Regions from separate parts of the Pan troglodytes genome. Here region 1 is linked to region 2. The links are chromatin contacts, called in public HiChIP or PLAC-seq maps. All regions are on one chromosome and are shown on one strand. Each heading gives the region's core, a stretch centred on a gene start, on an enhancer-like site or on the middle of the called end of the contact. The rest is flanking DNA. Distances are from core to core; before and after follow the strand shown.

The links. HiChIP or PLAC-seq counts read pairs in DNA pulled down with a chosen protein or histone mark.
Region 1: a contact with region 2 is called in an H3K4me3 HiChIP or PLAC-seq map of stem cell-derived excitatory neurons, with 4 times the contacts expected there. The contact joins the promoter of ZNF684 here to the promoter of CITED4 in region 2. A contact is called at or near these places in 1 of 7 Hi-C or Micro-C datasets (stem cell-derived neural progenitor cells) and 1 of 1 datasets of contacts at active chromatin or transcription factors (stem cell-derived excitatory neurons).

The regions. Positions count from the first base shown.
Region 1 is chr1:190,439,472-190,444,094 of NHGRI_mPanTro3-v2.0_pri, forward strand. It overlaps ZNF684 (zinc finger protein 684), which reads right to left and starts at 3,229. Exons shown (of 5, transcript XM_513358.8): 1 at 2,050-3,229; 2 at 656-694. The coding sequence starts at 670.
Region 2 is chr1:190,104,966-190,109,715 of NHGRI_mPanTro3-v2.0_pri, forward strand. CITED4 (Cbp/p300 interacting transactivator with Glu/Asp rich carboxy-terminal domain 4) reads left to right here and starts at 3,426. Exons shown (of 1, transcript XM_001172473.8): 1 at 3,426-4,750. The coding sequence starts at 3,735. The coding sequence ends at 4,289.

The DNA of each region.
Region 1 (4,623 bases), core at 1,979-4,478, 330 kb after region 2:
AAAAAAAAAAAAACAATACCCAACATACTGCTTTATGAACCTTGACAATATTTGTTATTTTGATGACCTTAAAATTCATATAGAAGAGTAAATGCTCAGGATAGCTAGAGACTGGAAAAGGTACAAGATTTACTTATGGATCCAGGTGGGCATTAAAAAGGCCACATACCTGGACTTATAAATTGAGTTCATTTAGTGCTGCTTGGCACTATGTTCTTACTCTAGGGAATACTCTAAGAAAGTCATAGGAAACCTGATGCTGTATTTATCGCAGGCTGCTGCTGTGAATGTTATTTCTAATGTTATCTATGTGAAAACTCATTAGAAAAGATTTTCTTCAAAGAAATGTGTCAGGAAAAACTTTACTTACAAGGAGAATAATTTTGCTTTATCTTCACAGCAATGCCAATACTTTTTAACTGGCTGGTTATCCATTTACTATGATTTCCAGGAAGACTGAGTACACATTTGCAGCTCAAATTTGTTCCAACCATCTGCAAACCCTATGACTTGAATATCAACTTACCAATCTTCTAAATTTCCTTTTAGACTTGATCTTTTATTTGGTTTACATTTTTCCTGACCATACATTTCCTTTTTATCATATGGATTTTTGGGAGATTTAAACAAATGGATGAATAGATGGATACCTTACCTGGAAGCTGATCATTTTCTGCAGCTCTTACACAGAAATCTATGAAAGTAGAAATGGGGAAGAGAATAGAAAGACCTGAGATACCAGGACTGCATGCAAAGTAGAACCCTGCTCTATCAGACCATAATACCCACACTGCAGCCTCAGAAAATGCCACCTAGTGGGGGAGAATGACATTTCTAGCAAGACAGAAAAGTCCATGTTCCATAAGCACAGATCTCTACTTGTGATTGTTAGGAATATATGGAGCTTAGATAAGGATGTTACATGTTTCTGTCCTACTGATCTAGCACCAAGTGGTTCCTCTTGAAACAGTTATTTTTTTTCCTCCCAGAAATTTATCCTGAAGAAATAATGAATGAGTTGACTCACTTAAAAGCTTGGTCTCTGAAGCTCCGTAAGTCTAAAAATGATTCCTTCCTGTGATTCTCTGGTTTCTACTCTGAAGCTGGGATAAGAGATTGCAAATTAGGTTGGGCTTTCTTGAGAAGGCTGGATTCAGGGACCCAGGAACACTTTTTTTTTTTTTTTTTTTTGTTAAGCTGGATCCTTCAGTTTAAACTCCAAATGTTTCTCTGTAGAAACTCGCCATCTCCTATGAGCTTAGACTGCTGGGGCTCTAGAAAGGGTATAATGGGCAAACCGGGGACTCACATCTTCATTTACACAGTCTGCACTGGAAGATCTGCAGATACAACAAGAGACTCTACAAAATGACTACAAATCGAAATTTACTCAGCATTCATTGCTCAAATATTTCAGGAGAATAAACCCAACTCTGTTTTATGCAGGAATGCTATACTGTAAAAAAAAAAAAAAAAATGAAATTTGGAGAAAATGTATCTGAGTTTGAATCTCAGTTCTTCCACTTACTAAGCTGTGTGAGTCCAGGCAAGTAATTTCACCTTTCAGCTTCAGTTAACTCATATGCAAAATGGTAATAGCATTTACTTCAAATGATTGCTGAGAATACCCTTCTAATCCATAGCAGTTTCTCAAGAATGCTTTCTTCCTGGATCCCTTGAAATAGCTTACAGTTTCCACTGGATCCCTTGACATGGCTTAAAATTGTCGCAGGCTCCAGTCGGGCCAACTATGCTCTTGGAACCAGGAAAGGTACAGTTAGATGAACAGACTCCTACATAGTGACCTTGACCTACAAGAGCAGGAATGCAAATTGAGCCTCTCCCAGTCCCACCAGAGCCCTGGACATCTACCCAGTGCCAGTCGGAGCCCAACTCTTGCTTTCTCTCAGCTACTCGAGTTGAACAGGACCCACATATCCAAACCTGAAGTCACTGCGCTTGGAGACTAAAGTTTTATCTTCGGTAGGGTAAACCTAGAAGCCAGTCCCCGCCTTTCTCTTACGTCCTCCGAGTCCAGCAAAGCCATACCTGCCACCCTTTCACTGCCTCGCTCGCAGCTCCGGCTCCAAGCCTGGGATCAGTCACAGCGTCGTCCAGAGACAGGGGAGCAAGCCCCGCCAGCACTTCCCGCGGCGCTGATTTGAAGATTGAATACCGGCTACCGTCCTACTACGCGTGTGCGGAAGTAACTGTCCACCTAGAGTTCCTGGACTCCTCCCGGGTGTAGGCCATCCGTCGGAGACCACATTTCCCATAAGGCCAGTGGAGCTCGTTTCCGGAAGACGTCAGACGCTGCTTCCTCTTGGGGGGTGGTGCGGAGATTCCCGGGTTGGTATCTCTATTGCTAGCCTGAGAGCCACGCTTTTTAAGTCGTTTTCATTTAAAAGGATACACAGCATTTTTAAATACTGGAAAGTAAAATCAGCGGTATGCTAAAAAAAATTTGCTCTTACTCAGCAGGGTTTCTTCTAGCAATGCACCAGGTTAAGTCGGAGAGGTGAAGAGGATCCAACAAAGAAGACTGAGAAGGAATAATCCATGAAGTAGATGGAAAAGTAGGAGAGTTTAGATCTGCAAAACCAAGGGAAGGAAGTGTTTCAAGAAGGGAGTGACCCACTGTCTCAAATGTTGCTCATAGGTCAAGTAAAATGAGAATTAAGAATGGGCCACTGTAGCAATGGTCACCAGTGATGTTGAAACGCCATTTTGGCAGTGGTGGAAGTTTGATAAAGTCTGATGAAAATTTGATAGGAGTTGGAGGGAAGGATGGGAGGAGAGGAAATGGAGAAAGCAAATATACGCAATACTTTTAAGAAGTTTTGTTTTTAAGGTGAGCAGAAAAATAAGGCTATCATGGGATAGGGATTTTGTTAATCTTTTGTTGTTGTTGCGTTTTTCCACATGTTCTAATTTTTTTTTTTTAATTCAAAGATGGGGCTGAGTGTGGTGGCTTATGCCTGTAATCCTAACATTTCAGGAGGCCAAAGTGGGAGGATTGGTTGAGCCCAGGAGTCTGAAACTGCCTAGGCAACATAGTGAGACCCTCATCTCTACAAAAAATAAAAAACTAGCCTGGCATGGCACCCGCCTGAAGTCCCAACTACTTGAGAGGCTGAGATGGGAGGATCGCTTGAGCCCAGACAGTAGAGACTGCAGTGAGCCGTGATCCCGCCACTGCACTGCAGCATGGGCGACAGAGCTAGTCTCTGTCTCAAAAAAATAAAATAAAAAAGATGGAAGAAATTATAGTAAGTTTATGTACTAATTAAAAGAATCTAGGCTGGGCGCAGTGGCTCACGCCTGTAATCCCAGCACTTTGGGAAGCTTAGGTGGGCAGATCACCTGAGGTCAGGAGTTGGAGACCAGCCTGCCCAACATGGTGAAACCCCGTCTTTACTAAAAATACAAAAATTAGCCGGGCGTGGTGGCAGACGCCTGTAAACCCAGCTACCTGGGAGGCTGAGGCGGGAGAATCACTTGAAACCGGGAGGCAGAGGTTGCAGTGAGCCGAGATCACACCACTGCACTCCAGCCTGGGCGACAGAGCGAGGCTCTGTCTCAAATAAATGAATTAGTTAATAAAATAAAACAAAAGATCCAGTAGAGGCGGGAAATACACAATTCAGGATAGACAGGCTAGTTACTCGGAGGAATGTCCTTGAGAAGAGAAGGGATGGAATCCAGTACACAATCACAGGGATCATTCTAAGTAAGAGTATGGATAATTCATCTCCATTGAAATAAAAGGGGAGGCAGAGTTTATAAGTACAGATCCAAACAGGTGGACAAATATGGTGGTAGGAGAAAGAGGATGCCCTGTTCTGAGTGCTTCTATTTTCCCAGTGAAATAGGAAGCTGAAATGAAGATGGGGGAAAGTATTTTAGACTTGACAGAAAAGATGAATACTGTATTATGATGATTTTGAAACATGATTTTTTCATATTTTAACATCTGTGAAATTGCTGTCTTACAAGTGATGGCATTCCATAGTTTAATCAGGAGCATTGTTTTTTATTAGTACATAAAATAATAATACAATTTATAATCAATGGCATCTGAGATTCGATAAAGTATGATTTATGAATGTGAGCAAGTGAATAGATTAAGGAAATGTAGTACTATTGCCTGGCACCATTAAGAACTGGCTTGATATTAGTAGCCATTATCGCTTCTCAGCCTTTTGGCTAAGATCAAGTGATATTAGTACCCATTGACTTTACTAGCATTTTCTATGCAATAAACACATCTCTCTCTCTCTGCCTCCCCTCCCGTCCCCTTCCCTCCCCTCTCCTGTCTCTCAACAGAAAGGACATATATTAAAGACATGGGTAGTAGAATAAATTCATTACATCTTAATATCTAAAGTATTTTGGACCAAATTACTTGTGTATTTTTATTAGAAACAGTATGTATTTTGTGCAACCCAAAAATTAGGCATTTAATTTTACAAAACATTTCATTATGGTAATTTTAAACTATGCAATAGTAGAAAGAATAGTGGTGAACTTCCATGTATCCATCCCCCAACTCCAATAATTATCAGCTCAGGGCCAATTCTGTTTCATCTCTACCCCCAACCCCATTGCATAGTATTTTGAAGC
Region 2 (4,750 bases), core at 2,176-4,675:
TTGTTGCCCAGGCTGGAGTGCAGTGGCACCATCTCGGCTCACTGCAACCTCTGCCTCCTGGGTTCTGGCGATTCTCCTGCCTCAGCCTCCTGAGTAGCTGGGACTACAGGTGCGTGCCACCACACCCAGCTAATTTTTGTACTTTTTGTAGAGACGGGGTTTCACCATGTTGGCCAGGCTGATCTCAAATTCCTGACCTCAAGTGACCTACCCACCTCAACCTCCCAAAGTGCTGGGATTACAGGCGTAAGCCACCACGCCCAGCCCGCTTTTGCCCCAGATACCCCACTTAATACTACAACTTGCTCCCCTCCTCCCCTGCACCCCAACCTCCTTCCTACTCTATTTTTCCTTTTTTTTTTTTTTTTTTGTCTTTTCTCTTTTTTTTTTTTTTTTGAGATGGAGTCTCACTCTGTCGCTGGGGCTGGAGTGCAGTGGCACTATCTCGGCTCACTGCAACCTCCGCCTCCTGGGTTCAAGCAATTCTCCTGCCTCAGCCTCTTGAGTAGCTGAGATTACAGGCGTGTGCTACCACACCCAGCTAATTTTTGTATTTTTAGTCGAGACAGGGTTTCACCATGTTGGCCAGGCTGGTCTCAAACTCCTATATCAGGTGATCTGCCTACCTTGGCCTCCTAAAGTGCTGGGATTACAGGTGTGAGCCACCATGCCCGGCCTAAAGAACTTCTTAAACATTAGTTACACACACATTTTTTTTAAAATGGAAAATCATCTGGTGGTGCAATGGCTCCCAAATGCTGGTGACCTAAGACCAATGATGGCAGAATAATTTTTTGTTTGTTTTGTTTGTTTTTTGAGAGAGGGTCTCCCTACATTGCCCGGGCTGGAGTGCAGTGGTGCGATCATAGCTCACTGTAGCCAACTTCCCAGGTTCAAGTGATCCTCCCACCTCAACCTCCCAAGTAGCAAGGACTACAAGTGCACACCACCATGCCAAGCTAATTTTTTATTTTTTATTTTTTCAGAAACAGGGGTCTCGAACTCCTGAGCTCAAGGGATCTACTTGCCTCGGCCTCCCAAAGTGCTGGGATTACAAGCGTGAGCCACTCACCTGGCCTGCTTGTTGATTTTTTTGAGACAAGATCTCTGTCGCCCAGGCTGGAGTGCAGTGGTGCCATCATGGCTCACTGCAGCCTCCACCTCCAGGGCTCAGCTAATCCTCCCACCTGAGCCTCCTGGGTAGCTCAGACTACAGATACATGCCACTATGCCCAACTAATTATTTAACTTTTTGTAGAGACACGGTCTCACTATGTTTCCCAGGCTGGTCTTGAGCTCCTGGGCTCAAGCAATCCTCTCACTTTCATCTCCCAAATTGGGCAGAGATTTTCCATCTTTATCAAAGCCCCCACTCACCCACCCCTTACCCCCCACATCTCCAGATAAGTGTAAGGCATGGCCAGGTTTAAGAATTTCTGTGAGAAGCCTTACCTGTAGAGAAAGATTCAGGAGAATAAATTCCAGGGTGTAGCTTTTTACACTTTGCAAAAATGTGACCACACCCATGGTCATTTATCACTTCCCACAAGCTCTCAGGCTGACCAGGCAAGATCACCGTCTCCCTTTCACAGAGCAGAAAGCTGAGGCCCTGGGGAATCAAGTAATACTCCCTGCTCAACACTCAACAGTCACAGCTGGTTGGTGGTGGAGGTCACACACCTGTGGGTGGCAGAGATATGATTAGAACTTGGGCCTCTGGCTGGGTGCAGTGGCTCATGCCTGTAATCCCAGCACTTTGGAAGGCTGAGGTGAGAGGGTCACTTGAGGCCAGGGATTCAAGATAAGCCTGAGGCCCTCCTCACTCCCCCATGCCGCCCCCCCGCTCCCTTCTCTATTTAAAAAAATAAGAAGAAGAAAGAGGGAAGAAAAGACCTTGGGCCCCTGAATTCTCACTCTAGGGCTCTCCCCTCTACATCAACTGGATAAACCCAAGTTCCAGGAAGTCCCAAGGATGCCACGGGGTGGGGGAAGGTCAGAGAAGGGAGAGAGAGTGTCAAATGCGTGGAGGGTAAGGTTCTGGGAGGCTGTCTCCTGGCCACAGGAAAGACTCCAGTTGCCCTAAGGACTTGGAAAACACATGGCATTCACACGCTAACTCTGGCTGCCTGTGACCTCAGGACAGCCACTTTCTCTTTGTGTGCTTCTCCTTATCACTGAAATGGGGCTGATAATCCATGCCCTGCCCCCAACAAAATACTTGTAGAATGTAAAGCACTTTAAAAGTCCAAGTTATTATTGCTGTTATCAAGAGAAGGCCCTTTGGGACAGAACTTAAATAGCCTTGGCCGGGCGCGGTGGCTCACGCCTGTAATTCCAGCACTTTGGGAGGCCGAGGCGGGCGGATCACGAGGTCAGGAGATCGAGACCAGGCTAACACGGTGAAACCCCGTCTCTACTAAAAATACAAAAAAAATTAGCCGGGCGTGGTAGCGGGCGCCTGTAGTCCCAGCTACTCGGGAGACTGAGGCAGGAGAATGGCGTGAATCCGGGAGGCGGAGCTTGCAGTGAGCCAAGACAGCGCCACTGCAGTGCAGCCTGGGCGAAAGAGCGAGACTCCGTCTCAAAAAAAAAAAAAAAAAAAAAAAAAAAAAAAAAAAAAAGAACTTAAATAGCCTTTCTTTCATCTAAGGGACACTTTTGAGCATCTACCACATACCAGGCACTGTGCTGGGCACTGTACACACATGCCCTCACTTACCCCTCACAAAGGGTCAGTGCTGCTGTTCTTTACCTTTTACAGATGAAGAAACTGAGGCTCAGCTGAGAGTTGCAATTCATTCCATCATTAGTTCATTCACTCAGCTTTTACTAAAAGCCTGCTCTGGGCCAGGCTCTGGGCCAAGTGCTGAGAAGAAGATGAACAAGTCCTTCAGGAGACGTGCCCATAAATTACTTTAATAACAACTAAGTACATGCTTCAACAGACAAGGTGCAGTGGGAACTAGAGGGGGAGCAACAGGCTCTCCTGGGGGTTATGGGAATGGACAGCTGACCTCCTGCGGGGACCCTGCACCGCTAAGGTGCATGCGCCCTGTGTAGCTGTGCAGTCTCACTTTGATCAAGGCTTTGCTGTGTATTTCCAGGAAGCCTCTTCCGCCACTGAGCCTCGGTCTCTACCTGGAAAGTTAAAAGGTTGCGTAGGCCTGACATCCTGCAGCTCTTGGGGGCCTAAAACTCTGGCCCTCCCACCCCACCTTCTGGTCAGTTCAAGCTCGACCCCAGCCAAGTCCGATTCCGAAGCCCTGAGGGCCAGACCGAGTCCCTCCGAAAGTGCCAAATACCCCGCCCCAGGGCGGTGCTCAGAGCCTGGGGCGTGGCCGGAGTCCCAAGGGGCGGGGTTCCAGTGGGGGGCGGGGCCAAGACCTAGATGCAGGCGTGCGCGGCCCGCCCAGAAGCGTCTCAACCAGCCAATGAGCGTCCGAGGGCGGGGAAGCCCCGCCTCTGGGTATAAGAATACGCGGAGCCCAGCTACGCGACGCGGAGGTTTCGGAGCACTACAGGGTGCGGGCCTTTGTGACCCCAGGCTGCGGCCGCAAGGTGCGCAGTAGTGGGCTGGGCCGGGGCACCAGTCGGGTTTGGTTTTGCTCCGCCCGGCCGAGCTGCAGGGACCGCACGGTGCCCGGGTCTCCCGCCGCAGAGGAGCCGCTGGCCCGGGCCGGGGGAGCCGGCGCTGACCACCGCGCGCTGTCCCCGCAGGCAGCCGGCCTGCCGCCATGGCCGACCACCTGATGCTCGCCGAGGGCTACCGCCTGGTGCAGAGGCCGCCGTCCGCCGCGGCCGCCCATGGCCCTCATGCGCTCCGGACTCTGCCGCCGTACGCGGGCCCGGGCCTGGACAGTGGGCTGAGGCCGCGGGGGGCTCCGCTGGGGCCGCCGCCGCCCCCCCAACCCGGGGCCCTGGCGTACGGGGCCTTCGGGCCGCCGTCCTCCTTCCAGCCCTTTCCGGCCGTGCCTCCGCCGGCCGCGGGCAGCGCGCATCTGCAGCCTGTGGCGACGCCGTACCCCGGCCGCGCGGCCGCGCCCCCCAACGCTCCGGGAGGCCCCCCGGGCCCGCAGCCGGCGCCCAGCGCCGCAGCCCCGGCGCCGCCCGCGCACGCCCTGGGCGGCATGGACGCCGAACTCATCGACGAGGAGGCGCTGACGTCGCTGGAGCTGGAGCTCGGGCTGCACCGCGTGCGCGAGCTGCCCGAGCTCTTCCTGGGCCAGAGCGAGTTCGACTGCTTCTCGGACTTGGGGTCCGCGCCGCCCGCCGGCTCCGTGAGCTGCTGAGCGCGGCCGGCGCCCACCCGGTGTGCCGGAGAGCAGAAGGGGCCCGACTGCCCGCCGGACCCTGCACCCAGCGACTGGGCCCCGCGCGCGCCCTCCGCGAGGGTGGAGGCGGCGGCTGTGTGCGCAGGGCCCGGCACCGGACTGGGACCCTGGCGTCCCTCCAGGCCTTGCCTCCTGCGGGAGGACAGTTTGGCTTCACTTCTCTGACCCCAGCCTCGGCCGTAAAGTGAAAGAGACTGGACCAGCTTCAGCTTTCGGACTCTGGTTCTTGGAACGTGTCCTCTCCCCCTCGCCGCCCTCTTCCCCCAATCTGAGCCATTGCAGGCCTCTGCCTGCTGCCCCCTCTCTCCTCGGGATCGGGTCCCCAGAGCCACCATCTCCTGAGCCTCCCACCCCGCTGCCTGGGCCCTGTGGTTGCTGGGCCTCCCACCTCAAGGAGGGGAAGGTTGTACAGCCCGAAC